Regions from separate parts of the Mus musculus genome. Here region 2 is linked to region 1. Evidence: chromatin contacts called from public Hi-C data. All regions are on one chromosome and are shown on one strand. The core of a region is the stretch at or near the end of the contact, and the rest is flanking DNA. Distances in the headings are between cores, read along the strand shown.

Region 1 (6,987 bases), core at 4,221-6,720:
TAGGGGCTGGAGAGATGGCTCAGCAGTTAGGAGCACTGACTACTCTTCCAGAGGTCCTGAGTTCAAATCCCAGCAATCACATGGTGGCTCACAACCATCTGTAATGAGATCTGATGCCCTTTTCTGGTGTGTCTGAAGACAGCTACAATAGACCTGAACTGCTGTCCTGGAGGTCAGAAATACTGGCTCCACAGGTCTCTTATGTCTCCTCCACAATGGGATGAGAATGCTTAGAGATGTTTCGCCTGTGTCCACTTCAGCAGTGAACCATTTTCTAACATCCATTACATTAACTGACAAAAGCTGTAAGGATGATCAGAAACCACGTTGGTCTGAATGCTCAGAAGCAGCGGCCGGAATGTGATATTTTCAGGAAAGTATTTCAAGTCCAATGACCAACCCCTGTTGAGTATTTCCCATGAAGGAACTTCAGATGCTAACTGCCTCCCTTCCCTGGCCTATGTAGATGAGATTCTGGCATGCTTATATGGATTGCTTGCACACTGAAGCATTTTCTACGGTGAGATGTAGTAGACTGTGAGTTCAGGTCTCATTCCCCGCTCTCCTTACCTGACTTCTCTGCACGGTAGAAGATGTCACACTGTGGCCACCACATACATATGGCTCCCGAGTGCTCATCTGTTCTCCCATAGTCATACAAGAGGTTCCCGAGGGCTTATCCATGGTGTGAGAGGACTCAGTACACATTCCTCAGTGTCACATGGCATAAGTCAACAGAAGAGCTCGTTTGGTGGGGGGGTGGGGAGAGCAAAAAGCTTGGGTTAGTAGAAAGAAGCCATGCGAGTGCCTGCCCTCAGGATCCTTGCATTGGAGTGCTGGGTTGGGTGCTCTGCTGGGTAAGTGGGACATTGTCACAGATTCCCATGGGAAGCCCTACCACATGGGATCTACTTCTGTATGGGCAAAGCATAAGGGTGATGCAATGGCAGTGAAGGAAATCTCACTGTGCAGTACTGGGTGGGCTGACTTTTAATGCCAGCTGCCCCTGAGAGTTTCTTAGGGAAACAGTTGTCCCTAGAGACTGGGAACCCATCAGGCAGTGCAGTCTCTTTGCAGAGGGCTGGGTGGAGCGAAGGGTGGAAACTCTCTTGGGTTGGGGGTTCAGGGGAGAAGCTGAGGATGACCATCTTCATCTCCAAGTAACCAGGGTAGGGACTTGGGGTCATGCTTAGGCCATCTGTCCCTCTGTAACATGTTATAGGGTAGGTGATGTTCCTTCCTGGGGCCAATCTTCTAATTCTCCAGCAGGGCTTAGAAATGGTGATGACTCACACCTTTAATCCTAGCACTTAGGAGGCAGAGGCAGTAGGATCTCTGTGAATTTGAGGCCAGCCTGGTCTACAGAGTGAACCCTGTCTTGAAACCAAACCAAACCAAACCAAACCAAACCAAACCAAAACCCCCCAAAACAAATGTAAACCCTTCTTGCACAAATGAGTAAGATCGTGCAAGAGTTAATATCTTGCTAGTGCGGATGCTTAAATGATTTTCATGAGGAAAGGCGGTTACGAGAGTCTTGAATCACCCCTGTGACTCAGTGAGCATCTCTAGGGTGGCGACAGTGTTTCTATCATTTTGTAAAAACACATTAAAAATGGCATGCCGAGGGCTGGAGAGCTGGCCCAGAGGTTAAGAGTGTGTGCTGCTCTAACAGAGGACCTGAGTTCGGTTCCCAGTACCCATGTTAAGTAGCTCACAACCATCTGCAATCCAGCTCTGGAGGATATGACACCTCTGCTGGGCTTCACCTGCGTTAACCCCCACACAGAAACTCATGTGTATACACAGTGAACATCTTTTTAAAAAGGCACGCAGAGACTTTTGTGCTTAGAGTTATTTTTCTTCTTTCTGACACTGTTGTTTTTGGTTTCCCTCTTTGTGTGACAGCCCTAAGGAACGCTTTTCAGAGCTTGACTTTAAAGCGCAGGCTAAAGCTGGCCATGGTGGCACACGCCTCTTCTCCCAGCACGTGGGAGACAGATGCAGGCAGATCAATGTGAGTTTGAAGCCAGCCTGGTCTACATAGGGAGTTCCAGGCTAGCCAGAGCTGCACAGTTGAAACTCTCTCTGAGAAAACAAACAAATGAATAAACGAGTGAACACTCCCCCCCCAAACACACACACCAGTCACTATGATTTCAGGACCAAATGGATACCAAGACTGTTGGAAATTTTTGCCCATTTGTATTGACAGGTGTGTAGGTCAACTTCTAGTTGACTTTTAGTTGTAGTGAGGAAGTACCCAAGGCTATTCACTTTTGAGAAAAAAAAAGGTTCACAAGGCTCACACTTCTACAGGCTTCAGCCCTTACCTGGCTGGCTCCATTATTTTGAGCTGTGGTGAATAAAAACATCACGTTGGGGAGCAAGTGATGCAGTAAAGATGGTTACTTCATGGCTAAGGAGAAGAGGGGGTGCAGGCTCACTAGAAGCTCAAGTTCCAATATGTCTTTCAAGAGTAGGAACCCACAACCAAACTTCTTCCTACAAGGCCCCAGGTCCCTTTACCTCCTAATAAAGTCACAGGCTGGTGACCAAGCTCTCAGCACATGACCCACCTCAGGTGAGTGTCAATCACCACAGCAGCGCCAGGCCAGACTCATGATATGCTGGGAGGCACATGGTGGTATCCATCTGTAACTTCAGCACCCAGAAGTGGAGGTCCATCCTTGGCTAGGTTTGCAATAGCTCAGTTGGTAAACTGTGCATCCTGCATGCAAGACCTGCTTTCCACCCTGAGAACCTACATCTAAAATCAGGGTGTGATAGTGTGCCCTTGAAGTCCTATTGTGGAAGAGGAAGAGTTAAGCTGATTTCTGATTCCTAGGGCTCACTGACCTAACCACACAAGAGACTGCTGACTAGTTTGGTATTTTGGGGGTGGGGTGGGCGGGTGGGTTGTTTGCTTGTTTGTTTAGAGCTACAGAGCTTTGAACTCACAGAGATCCATCTGCCTTTGTCTCCCAAGTGCTGGGATTAAAGGGATGCACTCCCATGCCCCTTCTTAATTTTTGCGTCAATTTGACATAAGGAAGGGTTATCTGGGAAGAAGGAATTTTAATGGAGAAAGCACCACCAAAGGAGTTTTCTGTAGGTAAGTCTGTGAAGGGCGTTTTCTTGATTGATGATTGACATGGGAGGGCCCAGCCCATTGTGTGTGGGGGTCCTGGGCTGGGGGGAATCCTGGGATATAGAAGAAAATCAAGTGAGCAAGTCAGGAGGAGCAAGCCAGTAAGCAGCACACCTCCATGGCCTCTGCTTCAGTTCCTGCCTCCATTTCCCTACCCTGTTTGAATTCCTGTCCTGACTTCCTTCAGTGATGGACTGTTACCTGGAAGTACACGATGAAATAAATCCTTTCCTTCCCAAGTTGCTTTTGGTCATGGTGTTTTATCACAGCAATGGGAGTCCTAAGATCCTGTTTTGTTTGTTTGTTTGTTTGTTTTAAATAAACCTTTCCAAACCAAGATGAATGGTACCCGAGGAATACCATTCAAGACTAACTTCTGGCCTCCACACCCATGCGCATGTACCAATACATTCATCAATGACTCTACAGCAAGTTCAATGCTAACCTAGGCTGCATGAAACTGTTTATTAAAACAAAACAAAGAAAAAATTTGAAGAGACAGATATATTCTGGGCAGGGTTTCCTCCCCACAGCCACTCAGCATTTAGTTGAGAAACTAGGCTGGTATCATTTTCTTGCATTTGGCAAAAATCACATGAGGAGCAACCTGAAAGTATACGTTGTCAGTCCGGACCATCCTCCTTTATCAAAGCTACTGCGTTTGTCTTCTTTCTACACCCAGGACACTTTGGAGGCAGATCGCTTGCTTATTGGTACCTCTCTTCCCCTTTTCAAAAATCCTTGGAGAATTTTCTCGCCCAGTTTTTCTTCCTCAGCACCTGGCCACATTTCCTGCACACAACAGCCAGTCAATAAATATCTGTTGTGGCTGATGATGATCAAGAGTGAAATTGAGGAAGCCTTTCATGTGTTGATAATGGCGGTGCTGTGCATCGGATCGGGCGCGAGGGGCTGCCGGAAGCATCGATGATTGTTGTCGCAGTCTCGTCTCCCCGCGCCGACTTAGCAAGCCTCTGATTGAACGATGATAAGGGTATCATTTTGCTGCATTAGGAGGAAAAGGTATATGGAGATTTGATGTGAGTAGTGTTTCATAACTTTCTCTGGATAAAAATAGGGGCATTTGTCTTCTTTCATCTAAGGCTGAATCATTTCTGAAATGGAGCCTTAAATTCTGAGGTGCAGAACATTTCCAGCTAAGCATCCTTGAGAGAGCTCGCTTGCTTCATGGTTTGTTTTTTTCCCTGGCCAAATGGGGAGTAAGATTGCAGAAACCTGTTACCTCCTGATAATTGGAGCTCTGAATGGGCGTGTGCCCACAGAGAGTGGCAGTCACTCCCGGGAGGCTCCTCGCCCTAGGCTGGCTTTGTTTCACCCTAGAGCTGTGACTCAGGGGGACCACAAGGTGTTTTTAGAAAGAGAAATGAAGGGGTATCCTGCATACTGACATTTGTGGGGTACCCATTATTGTGCCAGGCACCGTGCAGAGGACAGAGACCTATCCCTTTTCCAGGGAATTGGGGTGGGTTTTGTGTGTGTGTGTGTGTGTGTGTGTGTGTGTGTGTGTGTGTGTGTGTGAGAGAGAGAGAGAGAGAGAGAGAGAGAGAGAGAGAGAGAGAGAGAGAGACTGCCTCACCCAATCCCTAATAGACGCTAGGAGTTCAGCTCATAAGGGTGGTTAGTGCAGGGTTGCTGATGAGGTTTGGGTAAAGAAAGGCTGGAGGCAGGCATAAATGGTCTTGGTGATGCAATTACTTTTTTTTTGTATTTATTTTTAGCCTATGTACAAAATGTTTTACCTGCACATATATGTATGGATACCACATATGGTGTCCTCAGAGGTCAGAAGTTAGCAGCGAATCCTCAGAATCTGGACTTATAGATGCTTGTGAGCTGCTGGGTGGGTGCTGAGACTCAAACGTGGGTCTTCTACAAGAGCAGCCAGGGCTCTTAACCACCGAGTCACCTCTTCAGCCTCTCCACCTTAATTTTTTGAGACCGTGTTCCTTGCTGAATTTGGAGCTAGACTGACCAGTGAGTCCCTGAGATCCTCTTGGCTTTGCCTCCCTGGTGCTGAGATTACAGACCCACGGCTGCCGTGCCCAGCTTTTTACATGGTATGCCCGGTGTGCAATTAAGGTCCTCATGAGTACCTGACAAGCACTTTACTGACTGAGCTTTCACCGTATCCCCAAATACCTCAATATGTGAAGGGGATGGCTTCAATCCATACCAACGGGAGATGTAGGTTTTTATTAGGGTGATAAAAACTAAGAAAAAAGTCAAGGGTTCCAATTACCTTAGAAGGTCAGAAGGGCTACTGTCTGTCATGTGGTCAATTACCCCAGGATTGTCCTCTGAGAGGGTTAGCCACGCCCCTCCATGGCTGCATCTCAGTCCATCTGCATACACTCTTTCTTCACGCCAGTGGTGCCTCCCGCCACCTCCTCTGCTCTCTTGCTCCATGCTTTGTGAGAAAAGGGACAGAATATAGTATGGTAGAAGGTCCTGGGGGTGGGGATGGGGGTGGGGGAGAGGAGTCCACAGTAGTCCTTTGGCTGTTAGAACCAAGACTGGCTACATTGTTTCATTGAGACAGTGTCACCTGGCAAAAGGATCCTGGTTTATCCTTAAGGTTGGGGTGAAGGTGAGAAATAAAGTAGGTAAAGACAGTAGCCACAGACAGCCTTCCCTCCCCTCTTCTGGGAAAACCAGCTCACGGTTGGCCCATAAGTCTTGCCACTCCCCAAAGAAGCCTCTTGCTAGATCCCCTAGGCCATGGTCACCCAATGATTCGGGTTCAGCAAACAGCTTCCTCTGGTGTCATGTCTTCCCTAATGGAATGACTGCTTACCATACCCAGTTAGAGGAGAAGTGCTCTGCAGATCGAAGCTGGCTGAGTCAGGCCCAGAAAGGAAGGAAAGAGATCACCCCAGTAGGGAGATTGGCTTAGGGAGGCTTGAGAAGGGTCATGGCGCAGGCGGAGGGTCTGTTAGTGTGTGAGGCAGAGGACTAGTCACATGTAGTAGCTGGATACTAAGTCTGGCAGTCTGTAAATGGTAGTGTCAGAAAAGCGGTGGCCTGGTCTGCAGAAAGTGAGGGGAGCAGGGACGAAATGGGCAGAGCAGGTCCCCCTGCCACCATCTCCTAGCCCTGAAGGTGGGATCCTGTGGGAAAAGCCTCAGAGACTGAAAGAACTAGGTCGGTATCTCCGTTAGGGTTAAGCAGGGACATAGTTGCAGTGCTAAAGTCTCTCCACCAGAGGGCGAGAAAGCCCCACATATGAGACCTAAAGGACAGTGGTTGCAGATCAGAATTAGGTCTGCATGGGGAGAGCGTTAGACTGAAGAATTAGGCCTGCCTATAATCATTCTCACCGAGAAAGAGTAGGCAAACGTTTCCCAGCATCTAAAGCCACATGGAACAGAGCATAACTTGTGGGCGTGCTTGCCCTGGTGGGGTGACACTATAAGGTACCCACCCCTCCACCCCACCCGGCTGACACAGGAAAGATCTCATTTGGATCATGTCAGTTCTCCACTTCTCTGATTCATTGTTCAAAATGGGGGGTTAACTCCAATTTTATCTGAGAGGACACTGGCCCGTGAGAGCATCACTGGAGGTGTCAGGGCCACACCTTCTGCTCTGAGGACCCTGGAGACGGATCACCACTGCTCATGGGCCTGGCTGAGGGGCCTGCCTTTGTTCAGTTGTAGGCAGGACAGTCTCAGAATCAGACTGAAGCCAGGGCAGCTGCACAACACGTTGACCCTAGGGTTCATCATCCTTGATATGAATATTAAAGACCAGCTCTTAACTAAGGTCCATCATCAGGGATGATGTCAGCGCACCAACATTCTCTTGAGAGTGAAGGC
Region 2 (6,319 bases), core at 229-2,728, 780 kb after region 1:
AATGCCAGGGCCAGGAAGTAGGAGTGGGTGGGTTGGTGAGCAGGGGGAGGGGGAAGGGATGGGGGCTTTTGGAGGGGAAACTAGGAAAGGAAATAACATTTGAAATGTAAATAAAGAAATATCTAATAAAAAAAAGAAATCACATCAATTCTGGGAAAGCCCAGAGTATGTATCTCCAATGGTGGCAGTAGAAGACCCCACCCAAAGTCGAAAAATGTGAGGCACAACAGCATTTTAACCTTCATAATGGTTTATAAAGCTTTCCAAAGCTCTCCCTCTCCAGCAAATGTGCTTGTCTTCTCATTAGGAAGAATTTGAATTTAATTTTCCTCTAAGGGAAAGATAGTAATAATGAAAAATAAGTTCAGAAATGCTGGCCCTGAGACAAGGTCCCTCAGCTTACAATTTAGGCCATACAACCAGGAATGGACTGACTTCTATGGATTCACTGGAGACCAAACACAGCAGATAAAACAAGAAATGGTCATAGGAGAGGCTCTGCTCCCAACCCATCTAGAGATGTCCTCTGAGGGCATTCACAAGCTTTCTAGGTGGTAGAAGGTTAAGGATCCTCCTGAGTGATTGTGGGAGATACTGCAATATTGTACATTCTCTCAGGTCAGACAGAAGAGATTCTGCAAACCAAAAGACCTCAGGGGTATCTGCCCACCTCATCCCAGCCTCAAAGCACTGAAAGAAACAGAGTAGTGAATTCTCCAGGCAGCAGCGCTGAGCAAAAGGTTGAGAGGATCCCAGGCTTCCAAAGAAGCCACGACAGAGTGCATGTTCCAGGCAGAGGGCACCTTTGGCTCCCCAGTGCTGCTATCCCTCGTATCCCCCTCTAACTCCACAGGATAGAGGCCTGTAAGGAGTACTAGCTACACCAAATGGACAGCTATTGCTGTCCTATCACACTCAGAAATAACAAGTCCTTATCACCCCGTCAAAAATATGCCACCCTCCACCCCCCAAAGTCAACAAGTCTGGACAACCTTCTTCTCTTAAATGGTGAAGCTGCTGGCCTGGCAAGTCTCAGCTAAAGAACTTTGAGTCAGACACACCTTGTTTTGAAGGCTGGCCCCAGGACTGTTTGAGTATCCTGAGGAACCTGGAGATTGAGATTGCTGGTTCTGAGATTGCTGTCCTTATAGTAAGGGTGTGCCAGTGAACACTAATTTGGATCACTTTCCTGGGGCTCAGAAACAAAGTCGGCAGCTTTCTTGTGCACCCCAGGTTATCCTCCAGGGACCCTGTATCATACCGCTTGGGCTCCAGTTAGCAAGTCCCCAAGATCTTTCCACAAGTTCACCCTCCCTGGCTTTCTGGGGGTTATAGATGGCTCAAGAGTTGCACATTTTTATCCTATCAAGAAAGCATAAACAATTCAATGCCAGGAGGAAAAGGCCTTGTTCCCTCTTGGCCCCTGGCAGAATCCTTTGGGAGGCTTATCCACGTCACTAAGGCAGCAGGGAAAGGGAAAACAGCCAGGTCTCTGGAACCAGGGAACAGGAGGGAGACACGCTCTAAACGATTGAGGCAGCACCCCCATGGGTGCATTCTCCACCACCACTCAGCTGCTCATGCGGCCTGGGTACCAAGAGTCCCCTCATGTTCACCCCAGTATCTCCACTACAAGATCCTGCCTCCTCCCCCAGACACCCTGGCTCTGGCCAGCAGCCAGGTCCTCGCCCACCTCCCACTTCATTCCCTGTCTGCAATTGTTTCCAATCAGTTTAGGAAACAGCTCTGAGAACAATTAGAAAAAATAACAAGGAAGAATTACATAATTACAGTCCGCCTAGATCTCAGGCACTTCAAAATTAAAAAAAAAAGAAAAGAAAAGAAAGAAAGAAAAGAAAAAGAAAAAATAAAGGCTGTGCTGAGTCCAAACAGGGAATGGTGTATGGGAGGGATACATCTATGGGTGTGGGGAAAAGGTTGGTCCTTACATCCTTACAGCATTAGAGTTGAGAAGGCTGGGAGGGTAGAGGGAGGAAGAGGACAAGTACCCGTGTCTACCTGTTGGTCAGACAGTTGGCCAGTGTTGTCCAGGCTCAAAGAATGACTCCAATCATCACACTACACAATCTATAGAGCAGTCTTCTAGAGCAGACAGCCGCATGTACCTTTAAGAAGACAGGACCAGAGATCCTACAGTCCAAACTTCTCATTTCCATGATACGAACAAAGATAAGGAAAAACAATAATCTTGCCCAGATCACAGACAACACAAGGCTCCAAAGTCTACACAATGCCTTGTCCACTCACAAGCTCTTAAACATGTGCCCCAGATAGTAGATACCCACTGCAAAAGGAGGGAGGTCCTTGCCTCTTGATGGGAACAAAGAGACATATTGTGAAAGTAGGCTGTGTAGGTGCAGTGGTGTTGCTCAGTTGCTTGCCTTGCATGCACAAAGTCTGAGCCCTAGTGCCACACAAAATTGCATGGTGGTACACACCTGTAACCAGCCCTGGGAGATAGAGACAGCAGGATTAGAAATTCAAGGTCAACCTTGGATATATATGGAGTTTGAGGCCAGCCTTGGTCTATAAATGAATGTGCAGCTGTGTTTCAAGGAAACTTCTTTGTGGACACTAAGATACTTCATATGCCATAATGTTTCCTCCCTCCCTCCCTCCCTCCCTCCAGTTTTCTTTCTTTCTTTTACCCTTCAGAAATGTAGACACAACTCACTCTTCAATCATGGGCTGTGTACAAGTAAGTTGTTGGCACTCTTTTAGAAGAGTCTTGATAGTCTTTGCTAAGTCATATTGGTTTATTCAGTCAGGTTGTTATAAGCCATTCTGTAGCATTTTTTTTTTTAGATCTGTCATTGCTATCAGTAAACACTCAATTCCCAGCAGCAGACAGGGCAGAAGAGGAAGGGGGTTCCAGATGGCCAAGTAATGGTCCCCCAGAATTAAATGGAAGAAGGACCCTGTCTTAGCACAGCTCTCTCAAGGTAGAAGGTCTGTCTTCCAATGTAGCACAATCAACCTTTCTCTTGCTTCTACTGCCTCTCCTCTTACAAATGGGTCGTATTGAAGCACCTTCTTTTATTGAAAACAAAGAATGAGTAAAAGACCCACTACAGACGGCATTATTCCGAGTAAAAATTCATATCAAGGTATCAGACACCGGCTAAAAGCATCCAGGTACCCATGGTGTTAGTACCTTGAGGATAAGGGCACATGGGAGAGACTCAGTCAAGGTCAGATGAATGAGAGAGCTAATGAGTGGACGTTCAAGATGGACATGGTTGGCCGTCTAATGAAGACTAGATCTGATGTCAGTTGAAAGGATAGAGAATTGGTGTTAAGCTGAGGAAAGGCACCCCAACTGTGGGAACAACTGAGCTAAACCTATGAGATTCAGGCATGTACAGGAGGAGTGCAGGAAGAAAGGAGAGAAGGGTGTAAGTAACCAGGGTCCTGGGCATGAGGGAATCTAAACACTCAGAACTCTGCACTAAGTCTCAAGTGCAGCTTGGACATTAAGAAATCAACTACTAACCGTCTATGGTCAAGCTGCCTTCAGTTCACTGGGGTCAAGAATATCAGACAAAGAATGTTTAACCCATTGAAGGTAAGGAGTTGGAACCTTCTCTCCAGAGCGGTTAGGTGGCCATAAGATTAGAAAAAAATATATATATAATGACTGGGAACCTATGGTCTGTAGAAAGCAAGAAGTCCATTTAAAGAACTCTAGATGAGGACAGACACAGCAGGCTGGGGCTACAATGAGAAGGAACAAGAAGTGGTCCTGGACTCCTAGAATTCGGTGGGACTTGCAAAGTGATTAGTATTTATGAGTCAAGCCTGGGATTAGCTAAACTGGGCTCAAATCCAACAGCAGCAACAGCTCTCAATGGTTGATTGTCTCCCAGTGCTCCTGTCTGCAAAATGAAGGTTAAAAAGAAATAGAGTCATAGCTACATGGGATCATCACAGCCTTTAGATCAGGTTACACATGGGAAGTGCTGGCCACAACACCAAGCATAGAGCAAAGGAACTGGAGACATCGGCTGTCACTGTTTGCTCTACATCAGAATGGCTTTCCATGCCTAGAGAAGAGACTGTCTGAGTGAATGTGATATATCTACATATTAGTATATGACCAGGATCAGTTTCTATCAATTAGTTGGGGGACCTTTGGGGCCAGAGCAGGTTTTCTGCAGCAGGGATGGAAAGACAGAACATAATCCCTCCCACCCTGTTTGTTTCTCACTTCCCAGTCTTGGGTGGAAGAGCCAATACACACGCACCTTCTCAGTCCCTCCTCATTAGTGGTTGGTGACCAGAGATCAGAAAAACACTCACAGCCCTCACTTTGCAAAGGTAAGAGAAGAAAATTGCCTGACTCTGTAGGCAAATGCCTTTTCCTTCCAACACAGGGATGTTGCACAGAAACTTGAACACTTCTGACCACAGGAGAATCTAGATTCTAATACTTGTTTTAAAAAGCCTCAGTCTCAACATTCAACGATCAAATACTTGTTAGGCCTCTGACCTGCAGGGTAGAGAGTTCAGTATCGTAGCACAAAGGGCACGAGCTTTGAATGCAGCAAGATGAGTGCTGGGCTTGGCCTTGCCATTCACTGGTCAACCACGTGACAACATAACCAAGAGCTAATGAGGGTATATGAAATAACATGTGTTCAACACAGACTGCAGTGAGTTCCCTGGACTCTCTCACACACAGATGGAGGACCTGGGTTCAGAGGCATGGCTGAAGGTTTTTGTTCACTACAGAAAGGGAGGCTGGGCGTACTGATCACTTTTGCATCGGGGTGATCAAACCACTTGACAGAAACAACTTGAGGCTGGATGTCAAGGTTTATTTTGACTTAGAGTTACAGAGAATGGTCACCCAACTCAGTGGAAAAGGCATGGCAGGGTGACTCACCATGGTGGTGGGAGCATGCGACAGTGGGCAACTCACATCATAGAGGGTCAGGGAGCAGGGAATATGACTGGAATGAAGGTTAGACTATACTCTCTGAAGGTCCAACCCTCATGGCATACTTCCGTCAAGCAGGCCCCATCGGCTGAAAGCTCTATAGGCTCCTACAGCAGCACTAACCAGTTGCAGAACAAGAGCTCTAAATATAAACCACAGGAAATACTTCAGATCAATGAAATATAATAGTGTGCCAGTTTCTTAATCAACGCTGCCTTAGACTGTCATTTCTGCTTGGGAGGAAGGAGCTGTAGTCAAACCCATAGCGTCTCCACTCTCCACACTGCTCCTGGAAGGCTGTCCCCTGCTATGATTACTGGTCCCTGTCCTTTGAAGCTTCTATATGGTTCACTATGGTAGTGTCTTCACTAGTTCAATGACAGCCTCCCCCATTCCACCCCACCCATACACTTCTGACTCCAGCTGAAGATAGCATTCCTGCTTCTGATGGCACGTGACTGGTGAAGGAAGACCCACCCACTGTGCATGGCATTCCCTAGCCAGTCCTTTGTGCAGCTCCCTTCAAATCCATTCACAAATGGTCATGTCTCCCAAACGCAAGAATAGCAGGGACCAAGCAGCAGGGATGGTGGTTAAGAAGAAAAGTACCCGTTGCCGTTCCCAGGGAACCTCTCTGTGCAACTTCCTCTCCTGCTTTTCTATCTGGTTGCTACTGGCAACCAGGCAATCATATTTTTCTAGTCCCAGATATAATCATCATAATCAATATAGGGTATTTATTACACTCTTTGGTTTCAAAGAACTTGAAGCTTTTCCCATTTATTATTTTTTTTTCTTTACTAACACGGGGAGAGGATGGGAGGAGGCCTGTCTAATTATAAGGACCAGAGAATTACCACATAACAGATTGGGAAACTGAGGTAATGAGGAAGAAAGGAGATTCAGGAAACTCCCAGAAGAGCATTTCTTTTTTATTTTTATTTTTATTTTTATTTTGCACATTTTTATTAGATATTTTCTTTATATACATTTCAAATTTCAAATGCTATCCCAAAAGTTCCCTATGCCCATCCCTGCTGCTTGGTCCCTGCTATTCTTGCGTTTGGGAGACATGACCATTTGTGAATGGACCCCTACCCATCCACTCCCGCTTCTTGGCCCTGGCATTCCCCTGTACTGGGGCAGAAGAGCATTTCTAACAGTGAGTAGCATTCAGATTGCACTTCTAATATTCTCCCATTTTAATTTTATGGTGTCCCTTTCTTGTGAAGCAAGCTTTCCAAACCTTCGTTATTTCTACAGATAAATTCTAGAGAGGTCACACAGCCTGAAATGTCTTTGCCTGAATTTGAACTTGGGTCTTTTGAGTCTCTTTGAGTAGTTGTTTTTTGTTTTGTT

What was found. Hi-C and Micro-C count contacts between places; a contact is called where the count stands out from the background.
Region 2: a Hi-C map of cortical neurons shows a contact between it and region 1. The contact joins two enhancer-like sites. A contact is called at or near these places in 2 of 484 Hi-C or Micro-C datasets (cerebral cortex and cortical neurons) and 1 of 115 datasets of contacts at active chromatin or transcription factors (astrocytes).

The regions. Positions count from the first base shown.
Region 1 is chr6:31,654,576-31,661,562 of GRCm38.p6, forward strand. All of the region lies in intron 1 of Gm13846 (a long non-coding RNA gene), which reads left to right. Among named protein-coding and RNA genes, the nearest start is that of Gm13846, 7.1 kb to the left of the region's middle. Within about 2 kb of position 5,471, at least 22 of the 459 cell types and tissues checked have an H3K27ac peak or open chromatin away from gene starts, as enhancers often do. A contact at or near this core is called in cortical neurons, where this site is marked.
Region 2 is chr6:32,435,788-32,442,106 of GRCm38.p6, forward strand. All of the region lies in intron 3 of Plxna4 (plexin A4), which reads right to left. Among named protein-coding and RNA genes, the nearest start is that of Plxna4os1, 72 kb to the right of the region's middle. Within about 2 kb of position 1,479, at least 12 of the 459 cell types and tissues checked have an H3K27ac peak or open chromatin away from gene starts, as enhancers often do. A contact at or near this core is called in cortical neurons, where this site is marked.